Regions from separate parts of the Mus musculus genome. Here region 2 is linked to region 1. A link is a contact called in public Hi-C data. All regions are on one chromosome and are shown on one strand. Each heading gives the region's core, a stretch centred on a gene start, on an enhancer-like site or on the middle of the called end of the contact. The rest is flanking DNA. Distances are from core to core; before and after follow the strand shown. Region 1 has its middle 43 kb from the start of Twist2. Region 2 overlaps Hdac4 (histone deacetylase 4).

The links. A called contact is a pair of places that touch in the nucleus more often than the background predicts.
Region 2: a Hi-C map of embryonic fibroblasts shows a contact between it and region 1, with 4 times the contacts expected there. The contact joins two enhancer-like sites. A contact is called at or near these places in 13 of 484 Hi-C or Micro-C datasets (the 3T3-L1 cell line, the C2C12 cell line, cerebral cortex and 7 more) and 3 of 9 other capture datasets (embryonic stem cells, embryonic tail and embryonic trunk).

Annotation. Positions count from the first base shown.
Region 1 is chr1:91,755,202-91,760,777 of GRCm38.p6, forward strand. No RefSeq gene overlaps it. Among named protein-coding and RNA genes, the nearest start is that of Twist2, 43 kb to the right of the region's middle. Within about 2 kb of position 2,285, at least 25 of the 459 cell types and tissues checked have an H3K27ac peak or open chromatin away from gene starts, as enhancers often do.
Region 2 is chr1:91,960,853-91,966,428 of GRCm38.p6, forward strand. It overlaps Hdac4 (histone deacetylase 4), which reads right to left. Exons shown (of 27, transcript NM_207225.2): 17 at 3,928-3,974; 18 at 601-708. Among named protein-coding and RNA genes, the nearest start is that of Gm46242, 84 kb to the left of the region's middle. RefSeq lists an enhancer at 2,076-5,108. Within about 2 kb of position 2,994, at least 23 of the 459 cell types and tissues checked have an H3K27ac peak or open chromatin away from gene starts, as enhancers often do.

The DNA of each region.
Region 1 (5,576 bases), core at 1,035-3,534:
AAGAACAAAGCCCCCTCCTTGAAGGAGGTGCTCAGCGTCATGCTGGAAGATTCCGGCGAGCATCGCCCCCTTGTGGTCTTGCCGCAGATGAAAGACTTCAAAGGCAAGTGGACAATGTGTTCTCTATTAGGAAAAGGCTCAACAGAACCTCTTCTTTCCACATGTGTGAGCACATGCAGGGGCAAGCCAGAGAGATGCCACGACACAGAGGATGCAGTACTGTCCTCTGCAGTAAGGAAATCACACTAACCACTAACCTCAGATTTTAAAAATGGAATTCCAAAGTCTCAGGGTGTACAAGCTCAGGGGGCAAAAGTCTGAAATGGTCTGATTCAAGAGTAAGGGAGACTGGACCCCAAAGAAGTAGAGTGACTGGCCTAAGATCACACAGCCAACAGTTGGTGGTTTTGTAAGTAGCCTTGCTTATATATGCAACACCTGCCCCCCAACTAGTCTTACTAACACCACTTTCTCTCAGATACCCTGAATTGCTTTTGTTTAGCTAAGGTACTAGTTAGTAGGGGCTACTTGGAGGCTCAGGAGCAGGTGACAAATGCAGGTTTTCTTGTGTTTGTGTTATTAGTTAGTGTGAGGTTAAAATGTTATTTCTATTTTATTGTGATAGAATATAACAGACACACACACACACACACACACACACAATGGTATTTCCCATGCTACCCATTTTTAAGTACACAGTTCAATGCACCGACCACACTCACTCATAATGATGATTTCTGAGGAGCTATCACTACTCAGAAATCTTCCCAGGCTAAGCCCAACTCCATTCGACACAAACCGCTGGTCTCCCGCTCAGCCCCGGAAACCTGCCATCCTACTTTGATATAAAGAACTTTCGGGACATCACACACATGATGCCACATGGTATTTATTTACATCCTCACATTCTGATCTCTTGAGACACTGTCTTAAGTGTGTGTGCTCACTATGAAGTCCATGCTGACCCCAACTTTGCAGTAATCCCCCTGCCTCAGCCTTCAGAGCTCTGGGATTAGCGGCCCGCACACCACCATACCCTGTGATAGTCACTGGCAGCATTTATCATTTGTATATTGCTTATTTCCTGGAATACAGCATCTTCTCCATGTTACAACCTGCACTAGAATTCCTCCCCACTTTAAGCACAAACATTTCGTTATCCTGTAATGACTCCTATTTATTGGCTCCCTATTTGGTCACTGGGTTACTTCTGCAGCAGCAAGCAGGGTGCTGCTGGAGGACCGTGCACCTGCTCAGCGGAGTTCGGTGGCTGGAGAGTTCCACACTTTTGCCTAAAATGGGTCTGTGTCCTTGTGGAGGAGGGTGTTCGACAGGCCTGGGCTTCTCAAGGCATTTTATCATGGCTATCATCTGGGCTTACAGAGATTTGGGGGGTAACCTAAAACATTGCTCCTATCCTGGGCTCTTTTGACTAGGCCATGGCTGGGGCTAAATTCCCAGCCAGATGATATTTGTAATCTAGATTTGAACTCAGAAGGATCGGGAAGCCAGAAGTCCCTGTCTTTAGGGTAGATTTTAAAATGCAGGAAACATGCTGGTTTGTGGGGAAAGGACTCCTAAACTAGCAGGTATCAGGGGGAATTTTCGGGTCTGGTGTGGTTACCGCTGAGGTCGGGAAGCCCAGTGTGACCACAAAACTCGGCATGTTCTGTCACTCTCTGCCTTTCCCCTTTGTTGACTTTTCAGGAAAAATACAAAATGCACTCTCTGTTACTGCTGGGTTTGGGCTGAACTTCCCAGCCCCACTTTCCAGGGAGGCCCAGGGTCCCATGATTGAGGGCTTTGAGAACATCCCCCCTGATTAGCTCTAATCAATGGTGAGCGAGGGTCACGGTGGGTGTCAGTCTTTGCTTGTGCCTGTGTCTGCAGCCTTGGTGTTTGGAACCTTGGTGGACTCAAAAGTGCTCTCTCCCTCCACAGCACTTGTGTAAGCCTGGCCACTTCCCTCAACGCGTAATTACAGCCCAAAGCTAAATTCAATCATGTACCTCCAGCTTGTTCCCTGCCTCCTGGAAAGCTTACTTTTCTGAATCCTGAAAAAAAAAAAAAAAAGCCATTTTTCCACCCAGCCAGCCTGTCTGTGTCCTTCCAGATCTGCCAAATGTCTTCTTCTCTCCAGTTTACAAAGAGGCCAACTCCTCGGTGCTCTGCGCAGCCCAGGCCAGGCTCTGGGGTCACAGGGATCAGGGCAGGAGCCAGCTCCACACGGTGCTGATGTACAGTGTCCGATCCCTGAAAGGCTGCAGTAGACCCTCAGAAGGTTACCTAGAGTTCAGTGGCGTCACTCAAACAGCAAATAGGTGAGCGGCGCCGTAAAACACAACGAGGAAGCTCACAGACCGCAGATTTTCGAGAACTCCAGCAAATAGCTTCGGAAAATGAAAGTGCCATAAAGAGATCTTTCCACGGGGGACCAGGACGTGTTGTGTGAACTGGATGGCGGCACAGAACTCGAAACTTTGATAGCCTTGACCTGTTCTAAGCGACAGCCTTGGTTAGTTAGGGCAGGATTTTTCTTTTGAACAAACTTTAAGGTTTTTTTTTCCCCCCTAAGTGCTGTTCCGCTTAAGTCTCTTAAAACATAGTTTTAAAATTGAAAGTGTGCTCTGGAAACAAGTCCATAACTTCTAATAAACTTGACACAGACCATTTTGTAGTTAACAGAATTCTTTTTTTTTTTAATTACTTTTTAATTTTCACTTATTTGAGCTGTTTTGGAAATGGAAGTGGATTGAATTAAGTCAAAATGAATTTCTTCGCTATCGCTGCTGCTAAGGAGGCACCAACGCCTTTCCGAGCAATTTCACATTTAATTAAAAATTAAAACTTATTTCAAATTACACAGGGAAGGATGCTAGTTAAATAACAGAGTTTTCTTTCTTTTTTTATGGTTCCTGGGTAAAGTGTGGGTATTCTCAACTCTTTAATGCAGCTATCTAAATAAATAAAAGCACTGAGAAAGTTGATAAATCTGGTGTCAACCTTAGTATAATTTCATTTTCACAATCTTGCCTTTAAAAACAAACCAAAAAAACCCCAATGAGCACACAAACCCTAAAGCTCTGGTTTTAATGAAACCTCTCCCAACCCTCACTCTCAGCAGATCTAAGAGGTAAAGATAATTCTGACTGCTGTTTCCTAACTTCCAAGACAACACCTCTGACGTGGCACAGTGGGATCTTTGTTTTGTGTTTTTTTTTTTTTTTTTTTTTTTTTTTTTTTTTTTTAATGAAAATCCCTATCTCAGGCTCCTGGCTTTTCCTGAATTTGTCTAGATAAAGTCGAAGAGGAAAAGTTCTTCCCATCTACAATTTTCTTAGGTTATAGAGCGCTTATAAATCTGCCTTACGTTAATGCTAGGAATAACGAATAACGTTGGAGGTCTGAAACATCTCTACAGTTGCGAATGACCTCTTTCTCTGGCCATTGAGCAGGTGGAAATTATACACAATGCCTGCTCCTGGTTTTCACTCAGACACAGACAAACACGAGCAGCACAAAGCTGAGCATTTGTTCTGAACTGCAGACGCAGTGTTTAAACAATGCATGGGTTTTACTCATTAGCTTGTATAAAAAGGAGGTTGTGGAAACGCTGAGCTTGGCTGACCGAGTTCCTTCCTAAATCTCGTGACGGGAAGTATATTGTATAATTAGGAAACAATATACAGCCGACAGCTTTAAGAAGCTAATTTGAAGCAATATGCCACTTGACAGTCCCTCTTTGAAGGATAAAATGCACCAAGCCAGCCACAGCCTAACCTTTTGTGGGCCAGTGGTGCTGGAGGCTGAGAAAGAATCAGTGCCCTATGGTTTGGGCCCCATCCGCTGGCTGCCTTGCTCTAAGCCCCTCTGGTCTCCTGCTCCTTGCCTGTACCTAGAGCTGAGTTATTGCTGCAGGCTGCACGGCCTTGGATTGTGTCACCCCAGTGTCTCCAGCAGATTTATAACCTGACCATCCTCTGCCCAAACCCAGCTGACACTGCCATATCACCTCTGTCTCCAGGTTGGCTGCATCCTCTGAGGGACTCAGATGGTTGAACTCCCTGTGGCCTTGTCACTTGAGCCAAGTCCCAGGGGATCACTGTGCCAAAGCCCTGCAGGTGTGTGCCTTGCTCTTAGTTTCAAACAACCGATGCCAAGATTTCTGTGCAATTAGCCAGGGTTCCTTACTCTCCTTTAATCAGTTGCTCACACCTTCTTGGCTGTTGAATATCACAATATCATGGCAAGCTTGGCTACAAATGGGGGGGGGGGGGCGGACCTGGCTCTTGAAATGATTAAGAGCAAAACTCTGTTTAGTAACAAACGTAAAAATGTGTCATTCCATATAGAAGGACTTTCTATAACAGTAACAAAAAATATCGATACTGTCTGGTTTATGATTTGTTCTAGTCGTGGGGAATTTTATTTTGACAAAGAAACATTGTGTCTTTTGTTTATTTTCACTCATCTGATGGAAGACAAAATATACACCAATCTTTTACCCAAGGGCAATTGGTCCCAGACTCATTTCACAAAATGTTGAACCTATAGACTTAAAAAAAAAAAAAGAAGAAAGAAAGAAAGAAAGAAAAGAAAGAAAAAGGAAAAAAAAAAAAAGAAAAGAAAAAAAAAAGGAGCCTATGCCTCTCCGAATGACAGCCATTAAGTCGTAAACACGGCTTAGATGTTATTTTCCTCCAGCAAATAACCATCATTTTCTAGAAATCTAATTCTTTAGGTAATTAAAGTTACTTACTTATTTAAGGACTTAAATGTGCTTTAGCATTTTAAATGCTCTTAGTATCTGTGTAAAATTCAATATTTGGGGCCCGGTGTTGCATTTAGCGGCACACTATAATTTTACCGGCTGTGTAACGCACGCTGGTGCTCTTGTAATCATAGTGTAAAAAGGCTGGTATGCCCAGGGAAAGGCGTGGGGGGCAATCTGGGCTTCACCAGGCTGGGGCTTTTCTTGCCCTGGAGTCCTTCAGCATCTCCAAACGAGTGTCAAAGCTTGATTTCTTACAAGTGCGGCTGAGAGTGGGTCTCCCAGCGTGTTTATTGATACAGAATGTTAGAGCTGACAGACGGGCCTTTGCGTATGATCAAGCGACTTTCTGTGCAAATCTTATGGAATGTGGCATTCCAGACTTTAAAGGGAAGGAGAGGTCGTCATGGCAACGGCACATGGGGGCTGGAGATGGGGGGCTCCCCTTGGGAGCTCAAAGGCCGGGCAGAATTTTAAGCATTTGCAACTTAAAAAAAGAAGAAGAGGAAATCTGCACAGCTCTGCCAAATATGTCTCCAGAAATGGAACATGGTGAGAGGGCCCTCAGAAAGACCCAAATAAACACAGCTCTGGGCCCCCACAGTGGGGCTGAAGAAGCCAAGGCTGGTTGAACACACTGCAGGGCCTGGGCTTGAGCTTCTGTGGATGTTCTAGAAGGAAGAGACCTTATGAGAGAGACCAGTAACCCGCCAACAAGTGTCCTAGGCCTGACCACACACACTCCAATGTCTCCAGATAGAGAAAGCAGTCTGACTGTAGGTAAGCCTAAGGCTGGCTCTGTGTA
Region 2 (5,576 bases), core at 1,744-4,243, 210 kb after region 1:
GTGGGCAGGAGCTGCCAGTGATGGGGCTCAGCCTTCAGAGCTGCCTGCCCCTATGTAAACGAGAGGCACCCTGACATGGGAGGGCACTTGATTTTTGCTAGGGCTCAGTGTGCTGGGACAGTTGCTGTCTGGTTCAGTAAACATCCTGTGGGTCAGACAACTACATAAGTAGGAGGCTGCAAGGTTCACATTGCATTGGCTTTAAAGATCTGCCATATGCCAACACTAACACAGGTCAGAGAAGTATCAAGTTTCTCACAAAGATCACAAAATACTCTCTTTCGACTCTGTCTTATCCCAGTGTCTCTCCATCAGTTTACACTGTTGTAACTCAGGTGTGAATCCAGCAGCCATTAAAAGGTCTCATTTTAATTTTAATACTGCTGATACTGAGGAGATGGGCCACATGAACAAAACCTTGCTAGGCTCCTCAGCCACTGGGAAGGTTAGAGGGCTCTACAGATCCATCACAGAATGTGAACAACGCATTTTTCACAGCACGGGAATGACCACATCATCCTGGACAGGAGCTTCCTCACAGAGGGCAAAGGGCAGTGGGCAGACTTCCTCGTGTGGCCTAGCTCCACGATGCTGACTGACCTTTAGCTCTCCCGTGGCCACCTTGAAGACCAGCTCCACTACACAGCCTACAGCCAGGCGGGCTGCCCCAGACGAGTGCACCTCATTCCATATGGTGTCGCTATCCACCTGTGGAGAAAACACTCCTCCAGTGAGCCACATCCTGTGTCACTATCACTGCTGTCACACATTTCTTTTTGAGATGTGCCAAATAGTAAACACACAAATAAAAGCAAATGACCAGAAATATCATGTTGTACCCACCAGTAACCCTTTCCTTTTAACTTGCTCTAACAGACCTGGGCTGACAGTGAGCATCCTAACCTACTGACTCCCTTACCATGCAAAGTGGAACTGGAGCTAAGAGTTATGCTAACAATCAGAAAATGAAACGGAACAGAAACTATAATGAGTGGTTCTATTATGCGTAGAATTTAACTGCAAGCCTACTAAGGACTGAGAGTAGTTACATGAGACCAGGACACAAGGCGTAAAAACGAACTCTTAGGTCTGTCCCAGGTAACAGAAAGGTGGCCTGTTAGCTTCCACTCAAAACAGAAAGCAGGGCCAACCATTTGTCTTACTGGCTTGGGCAAAGGAGAACACATTACCATTCTTTAAAATCACATTGGTATGTGTGTCCATGTGTGCACTTGCACATGTGTGTGTGTGTCCGTGTGTATACCTTCATCACCATCTGCTAACTGATACTGATCATCAGTAGAGAGGGAACAACTCTTTCCAGCTTTCCACAAGCTTCACTCTCAGAAATAGATGATTTAAACCTCTTTTATATGGGTGAAGATATTGCTGAGGTGGGTACCAAGCATGGGCTATATTCTTTAAATAGTTCTCAAATGTTAAAGGAATGCCTGAGAGGCATCACTATTCAAAGCCGAGACCCTGGCTTGTAGTCCTGTGCAGACCAGCTCTGGCTGGAGAATCACATCTTTACTATTGGCTCATTATAATATCAAAGGTGACAGACAGTGCAGCAGACATTACCAGCTGCCTTGTGACCCCCAGGGGGCAGCAGTGTCCTAGGCAGCCCAGCAGTGTCCAGGCCAGGCTGGAGGCTATAAGCTCAGTGATCATTTCCTTCCCATGTGTGAAGAAAAAGCCTAGCTTTATTTTATTTTTTTCTTTGTACTTTTTTGGTGGCTGGAGAGACAGCCATGGGTTCTGGGAACTTAACTCTTATGTTTTTGGTTGTGAGCCTAGCCTTTAAGGATGGAGTCATCTCTCCAGCTTGAGCTTGACTTTATTAAAGAGCATGTCTAAGACATGGGGAAGGGACTACACATGACATGTGCCAGTTCTTCCAGGACTCTCTGTAGACTACTCTCTGGGCATCACAGGTCAGTGTCTGTAACCTGACCAAGCTCCTTTCTGCAGAGAGGAAGGAATAAACCCCAGGATTCCAGGCTGCTATCATGGCAAGACTTTCTGCTATTTTGTCCCCAGTTATGTCTACCAGCTGCTTCCGTTAGGGTGGTGATGCTAACGGGAGCAAGAGGAAAGTGCTTTATAGGAAGTACAGACAGAAATATCTGGGAAATGAAGCTGAATACTGACAACGGAGCATGTGGCAAATCTGGGTGAGCCCTGGGAATGAGGGGCTCAAGTTGCAGTCGGAGGAGGTAGAAGCCAGCAGAAGCCAGCCTACATTTCCAGGCAGGGCAGGGCAGGAGCAGGAAGTCAAAGACACAGGCCTTTACTAGTCTCAAGTTCACAATAATGAGGTGAACAAAACAGAAGAGTTTTTATTTGGTTTGGAAAAAAAAGATCAAAAGTATTTCAAACTTTTACTTAACAGAGCGAATAAGGATTGGTTTTTTACATTCTAAAAGAACTACCATATGACAGAACTGGCAATGGGAAGCTGCTTCCAGGTACAGAGGGGCCTGCCCTTAGGTCCCCACTCCTCATCCCACACAGGTCTCAGATTTCCCATAGCATCTGCACTGCTCTTTCTGACACCTCAGTGGGTGGAGGGGGAGCGAGCCCTGGAAATCTTGGGAGGAAAACTGAGTCCATGGCTGTAGCAGAGACCCAAAGAGACACTAAGTCAGAGCTTCTGGGCTGCCTTGCTGCCTCTGGGCCTCCCTTCTGCAGGCTGGGCCCCATGGGCTCCCCTCACATCTGTTCAGTACGCCTGCATTCATTTGGCATGCCGGTTGGACCTCAGATCTGGGGTTAGTTGTGCAGGAGTCTGCCTGGGTTTGACCCCTAGGTCTGAGCTTGCATTTAGTTTTCATTTGCAAATTATAAATGCTGCCTCGCACAGGACCCTCTGGCTGCAGGGCAGTGCAAATCCAAATCTTTTCAAGTTGGGCCAAAAATTTGCCCTGAATTAAGAGATTGCAGCCTATTTACAATACAAAACAAAATAACTCCAGGAGAGCTTGGTGGTAGTATGAATAGATGCCATCATTCTCTTTCTGACGGGGCAATTTTCAAAGCAGCGATTTCTGTAAAGACTCAGGAAGAAAACAATTTTGTTTCATTTCCATAACAGAATCCAGACCTCAGCTTCACCTCACAATCTGTGATCAAACACAGCACAGGTTTTGCTAGGACAAGTTTGGCCATGTGTTGGCCCAACACACCAGGCGCTGTTGTGACTCTGAAGGTCAGAAGATCAGACAGGAGGCTTGGTCCCACTCTCTTATCCCAGGGGACAAGAGTACTGCAGAACCTCTGCCTCCTGAGGCCAATTTGGCAGCACAAGCTAAGGCTGTCTACACAGGTGGAGTAGATATCTTGACGGCTGCCTAGTTTTTTGTCATTTGTGTGTCTGAGTCTGTTCTCCAAGTGACTAGCTACTCGTATCACCTGGTTATAGAAATGCAAGGCCACCATAAACCAGAGAATGTCTTACAAATGTCATCTGACCCATGGATGCTCTGGTCACTGCACAGAAAACTATCTGGAGTACAAACTAGAGCGTGGCAAGAAAAGTCCACAATTCCCTAAGAGGCCTCTGTGGCCTGTATGGACAAGCATGTAGCACTGCTGTGAACGTACGCCATGAGGCACAGTGTACACATGAGGTGCGTAAGAGCTGTGGCCTAGTAAGATGCATTGTTAGACAACCTTCCCCAAAGAAAGGTGCCTGAGTTCCGTGAAAAAAAAACAAAAAAAACAAAAAAAACAAAAAAACCAAAAAAAACCAAAAACGCTCTCAGTCCCTTTGAAGCCCCAGATGGCCCCGCCCACCCCATAGTACTGTTTATGGAAAACACCTGGCAGCCATTACCCACTCGAGAGAGCAAGGCAATGATTTCTGTGACCACTGAGGCCCTGAGAACAAACAGGACATTATTTACACATTAAAGAAATGCTTACCCCAACACCACCACAAGGAAGCCTGACGAACACTGAGGTCAGCGAGCCTGTGGGGAGAAGGACAGGGTCAGAAGATCAGGGTAGCACTGGCTCTGTGAGTGCCCAGTCTGAAAAGCATGCTGTGGACCCTAGGACAAGACTGGTTCTTAGAGTCCCACAGGCTCTGCTGCAAGACTCTACCACCAGGCAGCAAGGGCAAGGAGAGTGGCTCTGCCAGAGTCTGAAAGGAAGCAGCGTTTTATGGGTAGGCAGCCACAGGAGGTGGGAGTGGGCCCCTGAGGAGTTGGCACAGCCTTGCACAGTCCAGACACCATGCTGCCCATACATCTTGTGGGTAGGGGAGCTTGTTTGTACCTGACAGTGTTCCTATTACAGAACAGAACCTCTTCTGTTGAGGGCTGGCAGATCTAGGGGTTAGGGGAGGCTGGTTGTGTTTACATATCTGGCTGGAGTTCCTAGCATGGATCTGAGTAAACTCGCCCACTCCTGGCCTGCAGCTAAATGCACTAAGCCATTATGGACAGTGCAGGAACAAGGACATGCCTGCATATTTCCTGCTACTATGAGTCCTCAAATTCACAGCTCTGTGTGGCCTTCCACTTCCTATTGTTTCTTGATGGCTAGGGCACTTGGTTCCTGCCTGGGCCAGCTTCTTACTATCCCTGCCATTCTCCTTAAATGGACGAACACCCACAGCCTAGGTCCAGGTCTTGGTCTTTATTTGCATATAAAAACATGGGAGGCAGAACAGGAACAGTAAATCCATCTTTCCTTCAGTGAGAGGTGGGCAACAAATTCAAATGTTTTAAGCTTTGCATACTTAGGTTCTTGCAGCAGAGGGGAATCTCCAGGGGGTTAAGAGTTGGCCATGTGGGGGATGGAGAGCTCCTCTGCCCAGACACTGAGACTTCCTTCAGGAAATGCATACTGCTTATGTGGTAGCCAGGGCTATGGAAGTATATCTCCCTTTGAAATTATAGCCAACACTGTGTATGTTATAGATGTCAATCACTGGAATATTGTCATGTTCATAATCCAGCCAGCAAAAAAGGACAAGGGAACTTTATCCTCTATTAAGCACAGAAAGCACACTTGAGTAGGAGGTAGGGCATCCTGTTCATGACAAGGATGAGCTTGGGTGTCTATTGTTAGTTTATTCAAGGGTCCCTGCTCTAGACTGATTATCTTTCATGTCATCATGCCAGCTTGGGCCACAGCCTAGCTCTAGCTGTTGGTGGTTTGGGGTCACAACTGCTTCAATCAGGCTGCACAACGCGCATGACGTCTAGCCTTAAGGACTATGTCCACTCACAGCAGAAGGAGGGCTGATGTTTTAGGGTGTGGATGAGGTAGGAGAGGTAACTCACACTCTCTGTGAGAGCCAGGCTTTCAGAGGTCTGCTTAGCCTGCTTTAGAGTCACCCACGCCAGGTTCTCCTCTCCAGCACGGCTGTTAGGCCCCTCCTTGTCTCTAGGGATGGCATCCAGCCCACCACACCTGCCACTCACTTCAGTCCTATGTGGAAAGGCACATCAGTGAAGAACTACAAATGGCCTTTGTACACAGCAGAGAAACGTGTGGATTGAAAAAGGAAAGAAAAGCACAGCAGTATTTAAACATCTAATTAGGGCTATGTTAACAGGGCTTGG